Linked DNA regions of Sus scrofa: all the other regions are linked to region 3. Evidence: chromatin contacts called from public targeted proximity ligation data. All regions are on one chromosome and are shown on one strand. The core of a region is the stretch at or near the end of the contact, and the rest is flanking DNA. Distances in the headings are between cores, read along the strand shown.

Region 1 (2,700 bases), core at 46-2,545, 180 kb before region 3:
GAAGATCGGCAAGGGGACCAGAACATCCCAGATGACATGAGTAAGTCTATGTAAAGGAAAGGGTGAATGAGGAAGTATAAACGAGCAAAGAGAAAAAAACACGCTTGGGCCGTGTCAGAGCACAGGTGTTTCCTGTGACGTCCAGGCTGGCCGGTTAGCCGAGGTGATCGGATTAGAATAAAGCCAGGCTGGGGGAGGGGCACATGTGGCATCGAGGCAGACACAGCAAGGGACCCAAAGAGAGGCAGGGAGAGTCGGGGAGCCACACACAGAAAAAAGAAAGAATACGAGGAGAAGGGAGACACAGGAAGGGAAGAAAGAGAAGCGGAGAGAAAAGAGAGTCAGAGAGCCACACCACCACAGAACTGGGATCCTCTTCACTATGTCACACTCTCAAAGTGCCCCAAGCCGAACAGAAGCAGACTTCTCCCCTTCAGGGAGTGCTCAGGAAAGTTCTAGAGTGTTCCAGTCTCTGGGTGCGGACTAGTATCCCTGCCCCCGCCACCTGGCTAACCTCCCCTTTTTGTCTCTTCTTGATTCAAAAGGACTCTCCGGAGTTCCCGCTGTGGCGCAGTAGTTAACGAATCCGACTAGGAACCATGAGGTTGCGGGTTCAATCCCTGGACTAGCTCAGTGGGTTAAGGATCCGGCATTGCCATGAGCTGTGGTGTAGGTTGCAGACGCAGCTCAGATCCTCAGTTGCTGTGGCTCTGGCATTGGCCGGTGACTACAGTTCCAATTAGACCCCTAGCCTGGGAACCTCCACATGCTATGGGAGTGGCCCTAGAAAAGGCAAAAAGACAAAAAAAAAAAAAAAAAAAAAAAAAAGGACTCTCCCCCTCCCCACCAGCTCTGTTTTTTTTTTTTTTTTTTTTTTTTTTTTTCATAAAGTTGAGGAAAAGAGGCTGTCACGGCCCCTCTGAGTCGAGCAGGTGAAGCTCTGAGGACCAGTGTGCCCACTGACGGCCTCTGAAAATAGATCACGTACATGCATTCCTAGCTCCAGGATGGGGTGTCACGTGACAACCAAGATCCAGACACCCTCTGGCCCAAGGTCAGTGCCCAGCAGTGATGGAGAGGCCCAGAGGCCCATCTGTCCTCCAGGGACAGCCACTCCCTTCCTTCAGCTGAGCAGGCACAAAAGTGACCGCAAACCAAGCTCCAGCAGAGCTCGGTCTCTGTCTCTGGAGAGGCCAGCCTGGCGCTCTGTGGCTGGCCGCCTCCACCTGCTGTTCCCAGCCCCTGAGCCCCACACTTCAGCTGCAGGCCTCCCAGGCCCCCTGGAGTTTGGCAGCTCCATGCTTCACCCCGTGCACTTCCTTCCAGGTCAGGCGGGACTCCAGGCCGGGTTCCTCCACCACCCTTGTCTTAGTTTCCTGAGAAGCCTGAGCCAAAGGCTGCCTGGGGATGCACGCACGTCGCATCTGCTTTCAGGTGCAGGAGATTTCAGATTTCTATCCCTTCCTTCCTGGATCCCTGACCCCTTAGTCAGGCCTGCAGGACGGGCCAGGGAATTGCCTGTGCTCCAACAGCTCCAAACCACAGCCCAGCCTCAAGCCCACTTGTCTCAGCCCAGAAAACACGAATCCACCCACACTCAATTCCTAGTCTAAATAAATCCGTAGTCCCAGCAGCTCTGCCAAGCAGCAGGTGCATAATAAGAATTCCTGGATGGATGGCTCTCAACTTCTCGTTCCTGGGAGTCTATAGACCATTTTTTAAAAATCTTCCTTCAGACCAGCCCAGGTGCCACTCAGCCTCCTCCTCTGTTTGTGCTGCAGGCACCGGGCCCGTAGGTAGAAACCCCTTCTTGACCTCCCAGGTGGTAGGGGTCAGAGGACTGCAGACTCTGCGGTGTTCCTGGGCCGTCCCCCACCCCGAGTATCAATGTCCTGTGGCTGCCATATCAAATTACCAAAAACCAGGTCGCTTCAAACAGCAGAAATGTATTGCTTCATGATTCTGGAAACCAGAATTCAGAAATCATGATCCCTGGAGTTCCCGTCATGGCTCAGTGGTTAACGAATCCGACTAGGAACCATGAGGTTGCGGGTTCAATCCCTGGCCTTGCTCAGTGGGTTAAGGATCTGGCGTTGCCGTGAGCTGTGGTGTAGGTCGCAGACGAGGCCTGGATCCCACATTGCTGTGGCTGTGGCGTAGGCCGGTGGCTACAGCTCCGATTCGACCCCTAGCCTGGGAACCTCCATGTGCCACGGGAGCGGCCCAAGAACTGGCAAAAAGACCAAAAAAAAAAAAAAAAAGAAATCAGGATCCCTGGACTGAAATCAAGGACTCTGGTGTGGGGACAAGAGGAGGTGGCTCTCCCTCCAGAGGCTCTAAGGAAGCAAGTAATCTGTGCCTTGTCTCTTCCGACTTCCCATCTCTACTTCCACCGTCATATCGCCTTCTTCTCTCTTGTGTCAACTCTCCCCCTGCCTCCCTCTTAAAAGGATACATGCGATGGCATTTGGGGCCCACCTGGATAATGCAGGCTAATCTTCCTATCTTGAGATCCTTAAGCACATCTCGATTAACTTTAATTTAATCACCTCTGGAATATGACAAAGTCCTTTTCTGCTCTATAAGGAAGGTGACATTCACAGGTCCAAGGGATTAAGACGTGGAAGTATTTAGGAGGCCGTCATTTCATCTAACACACCTGCCAGTGCAAAAACTCTGAATGCAGAAAGATCCAAATCC
Region 2 (2,700 bases), core at 81-2,580, 200 kb before region 3:
CTGGGTGACTCACCTACCATACCCAAGCAGCTTCTGAGGCATCTTGCTGGACAAAAAAGGCCACCCACTCTTTGTTTTTTGTTTGTTTGTTTTGTTTTTTTTAGGGCCAAACCTGTGGCATATGGAAGTGCCCAGGCTAGGGGTTGAATCCAAGCTGCAGCTGCTAGCCTACACCACAGCCACAGAACACGGGATCCGAGCCACATCTTCGACCTACACCACAGCTCAGGGCAACGCCGGATCCTTAACTCACTGAGCAGGGCCAGGGATCAAACATGCAACCTCATGGATACTAGTCGGATTCATTATCACTGAGCCACAATGGGAACTCCAAAGGCCATCCACTCTTGAGACAACTACGCCCTCCCTCTCCTTTCCCACCAAAGCGACGACTCCCATGATCGTCCTTGTCTGTCCTCTACTCCCTGTGGGGAAGAGTCATGTGACAAGAGTAAGCAACCTGCACAGGGCTGAGGGAGGCTGGAGGAGCCAGGCCAGTGAGAGCAGGGCAGGGCCCTGTGGGAGAGGCATCTGCAGCCGGGCTGCTCCAAGCATCGGATGGTGGGATTGCCTGGGAGTTTGTTAGAGATGCGGACTCCCAGCTCCTGCCCCAGGCCCCCTGGATCCGAAACTGCATTTTATTATATATTTTTTGGCTGGGCCCTCAGCATGCAGAAATTCCTAGGCCAGGGATGGAACCCATGCCACAGCAGTGCTCAAGCCACAGTGATGACTATGCCTGATCCTTAACCCCTAGGCCACCAGGGAACTCCCATAACTGCATTTTATAGATCCCTGGATGATGCAAACATGAAAGTTTGAGAAGTACTGGATTCTGTAGAGCTCCATGACACATTAGATTGGAGCAACCTCCCCCAGAGCTACTGTGAATAATCAATGCCACATTCAAAGGTTTTTATTGTACCAAGTAAGAAAGCACGATTTTCCTTACTTAATTCTGGTAGCAACCCTGGGAAGTTGATATTGTTATTCCCATTTTACAGATGAAGAAACTAGGCTTAAAGAGGTCAGACTGCACGCCCAAGGTTATAAACTCAAAGAGCTAGGATTTCACCCTAGGGCAGCTCAGCCTCTAAATCTGCCACCTGAGGCAGGAATTCTTCACTTGGGGGGAGGGAGCTGCAGGTAAATCAAACCCCCAAGGAAAAAACCTGCCCACTCTAAATCCCAGCTGGCCCTCACATCAGAAACCCGGGCTAAGGCTCCCTGCAGGGAGGGGAGGAATGGGATGGGAGGGGCCTGGCAGGGCAGTGTTCGGCTCCCAGGAAACAGCTGGGCACAAAGTCCCAGCCCCCAGGGCCTGTTCAGGCTTGCCCTTCCCCAGCAGGCTCCTGCTCCCTAGGACAAAACAGAGCCCTTTGGGCCTGAGCCTGACTCAGCAGCTCTGAGGCGGGCAGGCGGGCAGGCGGGCAGGCGGGCAGGCAGGCGGGGGACATGTTACTCCAGATCTCCTTGCTCACACGGCTCCTCTAAAAGCTGCTTTGCCTGCAGCTTCGCCAGGTCCAAAAATGCAATTGACAGCTGCCCTCTCCAATCTAGCTCCAGTGTCACTCCTCCATGAAATCTGCAAATCAAAGTCTCTAGGCGGCAGGGAGAATTCTGTAAATGTTAATCGGACATATTAGCATATGAATTGTTCCCAGTACCTCTGCAGGATGTTTTTACATATTTCATCTCATTTCATCCTTAACCTGTTGAGATAGGTATTATTATTCCCATTTTACAGTTATGAAAACAGAGCCTAGTGGGTTATAGAGTTAGGATGTGTCGACTGAAAAAAAAAAAAAAAAAAAAAAGCACAACGTGAGAGTTGTGACTGAAGTTTTATTTGGGGCAAAATGAGGACTAGAGCCCAGGAGCAGCATCTCCCAAGTAGCTCAGAGGAACTGCTCCAAAGAGGTCGGGATGTGGTCAATATATCTGTGATTTTGGTGAAGGGGGATACAGGCAATCAAGCCCACATTTTGGCAGACATTTCTTCTAGTCATGAAGAGCAGATGTCTTTCTTAATGATTTTAATGCTCTTCAAGATATGCGAAGACGCAAGAATTTGGGCTTATAAAATCTTCTGAAAATATATAACTATCTGAAGGCTTGTTCTGCCAGTTTTTCTCAGCGTGCAGTGCTCCTGGTCTCCACCCCAAGTCCTTTCAGGGTGTGTTGAAAGTCCGTAACTGCTTTGGTTAGCGATGTCATCGTTGCAGAGGTGATGGCAAGTGCCAATTCCTAATTAGCAGATTTAAATTCAGTCTTAACACTAGATCCAGTACTTCTTTGCCCAAGAGCTGCATTCTTCACAGAGTCAGTGTAGGACTTACCATATGACTTGATAAGTTCTTAATTGCAGGTGCGTGTGTCATACACCTCCAGGGGTCCCATCTTATTTGCTCTTGTATCCCAGTGTTTACAGGGTCTGGAACACAATACATGCAGAATAGACTATGTTGGACTGATTATTCAGCAAACAATTTTTTTATTTTTTTGCTTTTTAGGGCCACACCTGCAGCATATGGAAATTCCCAGGCTAGGGGCTGAATCAGAGCTGCAGCTACCAGCCTACACCACAGCCACAGCAACACAGGATCTGAGCCATCTCTTTGAACTACACCACAACTCATGGCAACGCCAGACCCTTAACCCACTGAGTGAGGCCAGGAAGCAAACCTGCATCCTCACGGA
Region 3 (2,700 bases), core at 64-2,563:
AGTCTTTATCCTTCATAGAGCTTAATTCAGTTAAATTAAAAAAATAACCATTTAGACCAAAGAGCTAAATAAATAATCATTAAAAATGGTAACACAGAACAATGTGTTGACATAGAAAGAGCTGCTCAGCACTTCATTTATACAAAAAACTCATATGTAATTATACGAGCATAAAAAGTCCATTATACGAGCATAAAAAGATGAACAGACATTATTTCTGAAAAGGATGGAACTGGAAAGATTCTAATTTCTTCTTTTGCCTCCTCTTATGTGAACATCTAAAATATCAATGTATTACTTTTATAAGCAAACCCAGTAAAGAAACAAAGTGATTTCAAACACTCAGATCTGAGACCTAGGAGAGACGACATGAAGGGATAGAAACGAATCTTTAAATATATTTTAGGGGAAAAAGGGGGGGGGAGTTTGGTACTGCAGAAAATGAATGAGTTTTCCATTTTCAAACACCACACACCTTTGAACCTTGCTTTCGATCTACAAAGTGAAGTAAACCACAGCTAGGAATGTGTGAAATGACCTAGCTCAGAATCTGTCCCATAAAAGGTAATACTAACTGGAAGCAAGTCTCATTTCTTTATGTATTTTACAACAATGGTGCCTGGAGTTCCCGGAGTGGTTCTACAGCTAACGAAACCGACTCGTATCCATGAGGATGCAGGTTTGATCCCTGGCCTCCCTCAGTGGGTTAAGGAGCCAGCGTTGCTATGAGCTATGGTGTAGGTCGCAGACGCAGCTCAGATCTGGTGTTGCTGTGGCTGTGGTGTAGGCCGGTGGCTAGAGCTCCAACTCGACCACTAGCCTGGGAACCTCTATATGCTGTGGGTGTGGCCCTAAAAAGCAAAATAACAAAAACAAAACAAAACAAAACAAACACACAATGGTTCCCGCACCTGGCTACACAATCAGAATCACCTGGGCAATTTTTAAAAATCACAGCTCCTCTTAGGAATGGCCTTCTCCTCAACCCTAAGAGTCTTATTTAGTAAGAAGACCTCAGGAATCTGTATTTTTAAAGAAGCTTTCCAAATGATTCTGATGCAGCCAGCCTCTGGTCTGGCTGTGAACCATTTTCAGGGACCAGAGCAACAATATGGTCACTATAGAGAATGAAATTTTTAATTTTATAATTTTATAGGCTAGGAGTAGCCTAACACTCCTACAGGGTGTTTTCTCCCACGTGTAAACTGAGGAACAGAGTGTTTAAGGAACTTAAGGTTCCATAGCCAGTAAGGGGCAAAGCAGATTCAAACCACTGCAGTCTGGCTGCAGTCAGCACTGATGACAATTCCACTCACCTGCTTCTGGGGACACAGGCTCTGACGGTCACCATAAGCAGAATGTAACTAACAAAACCCACCCCAAGGGAGGAAAACAAAAACAAAGACTCCAAACTAAAGATCTGCATCAGGAACCTTATAAAATAGAGAAAGAGATTATACACATCTGCTTCATTAATTAAACCACTGTCTCTGTTAATCTACTTACTGTCTGAAGAAAAGCAGGAAATGCTTTCGCAGGAACGCTTTTGTGGAAGGACCTTGCCTAAAAAAGGAAGACAAAAGGAAACTGGCTTGAAATACAAATATTTCTGGAAATAAACACTCTGCCGCTGAAAGTGAACACAGAGCAACATCAGCAGTTTAAAACAGCACAGTTGGAGCCTCTCTCAAAAGCAACAAAACAGTTCTCATCTCATCTGCCAGTTGAGATTAATGTGCCAAACCTAAAGGAATCAGGAAAAGGTACTGAATGAAGAATTCCATTCCTCCTTACGGATTGGCTTCGGCATTTCTAGCTGCCTTATAACTTTGACACCCCCCAGCCCCAACTCAGTGGTAAGGGGTAAGTGTCCAAACATGGGTTCATTATGTGCAGATTTTTTTCAATAGAAAATGTACTACTCCATCCTTGGTCGGTTGAATCCACCCACACTGAAGAACCTTGGATACAGAAGGCCACCTATAAATTATCCGTGGATTTTTAACTACGAGGAGGGCTGGAGCCCCTAATTCCCTCGGTTGGTCAAGGGTCAAATGAAGTTGCATTAAAAGTCCCAGCACCTCCCTGGTTTGGATCATCATTCCCTCCTGTCTAGATGAATATAAGGTCCTCCTGGCTGATCTTTCTGTCTCTGTGTTCCTCAACCTTTAATTCATTCTGTGCAGTCAGCCCAATTAATGTAAGTCATTGTTTTATTTCACTTTCTTTAACTTATTTTCCTGATAGATCATATCTTAACTATCCATATTGGAATGCAAGACCCTCCCCATCTTGAATCCAACCTCATCTGCACAACCTAACTCCCTACTACTCTGGACTAGGGAGCCCTGACCCACTCAGGCTAATGCCCATCACCCTGCCCTCACCAAGCCCACTTCTGTGCACAGGTCTTTGTTTATATTGTCAGACAGCACCTCTACTCCTGGACTCACTGCTTCACCCGAGATGCTCTGGTTTTACCCCCATCTACTAAAATTGTTCTCCTCGAGACCATCCACAACATACTAACCATCATACTCATTTTCTCTCCTTAATCTCTCCGCAGAATATAAAACTTTGGTACTCCCTGTTCCCAGAATTTGCTCCTCCCTTGGTTTTCAAGGCACTGACTCTGAGTTCTCCTACTTCTTTGATCATTCTTTCCTTTTCCTTCTTCCTAATAAATGGCCCTTTTCCCCT

Evidence for each region.
Region 1: a targeted proximity ligation map of skeletal muscle shows a contact between it and region 3. A contact is called at or near these places in 2 of 2 datasets of targeted methods (alveolar macrophages and skeletal muscle).
Region 2: a targeted proximity ligation map of skeletal muscle shows a contact between it and region 3. A contact is called at or near these places in 1 of 5 promoter capture datasets (liver), 19 of 47 Hi-C or Micro-C datasets (alveolar macrophages, blood, embryonic fibroblasts and 10 more) and 2 of 2 datasets of targeted methods (alveolar macrophages and skeletal muscle).

What each region holds. Positions count from the first base shown.
Region 1 is chr4:41,447,011-41,449,710 of Sscrofa11.1, forward strand. The region is part of intron 2 of LOC106510019 (a long non-coding RNA gene); the gene reads right to left. Among named protein-coding and RNA genes, the nearest start is that of C4H8orf37, 75 kb to the left of the region's middle.
Region 2 is chr4:41,426,566-41,429,265 of Sscrofa11.1, forward strand. LOC106510019 (a long non-coding RNA gene) reads right to left here. Exons shown (of 3, transcript XR_002343201.1): 3 at 1,840-2,434. Among named protein-coding and RNA genes, the nearest start is that of C4H8orf37, 54 kb to the left of the region's middle.
Region 3 is chr4:41,626,683-41,629,382 of Sscrofa11.1, forward strand. It overlaps NDUFAF6 (NADH dehydrogenase (ubiquinone) complex I, assembly factor 6), which reads right to left. Exons shown (of 9, transcript XM_001925041.6): 8 at 1,507-1,563. Among named protein-coding and RNA genes, the nearest start is that of NDUFAF6, 28 kb to the right of the region's middle.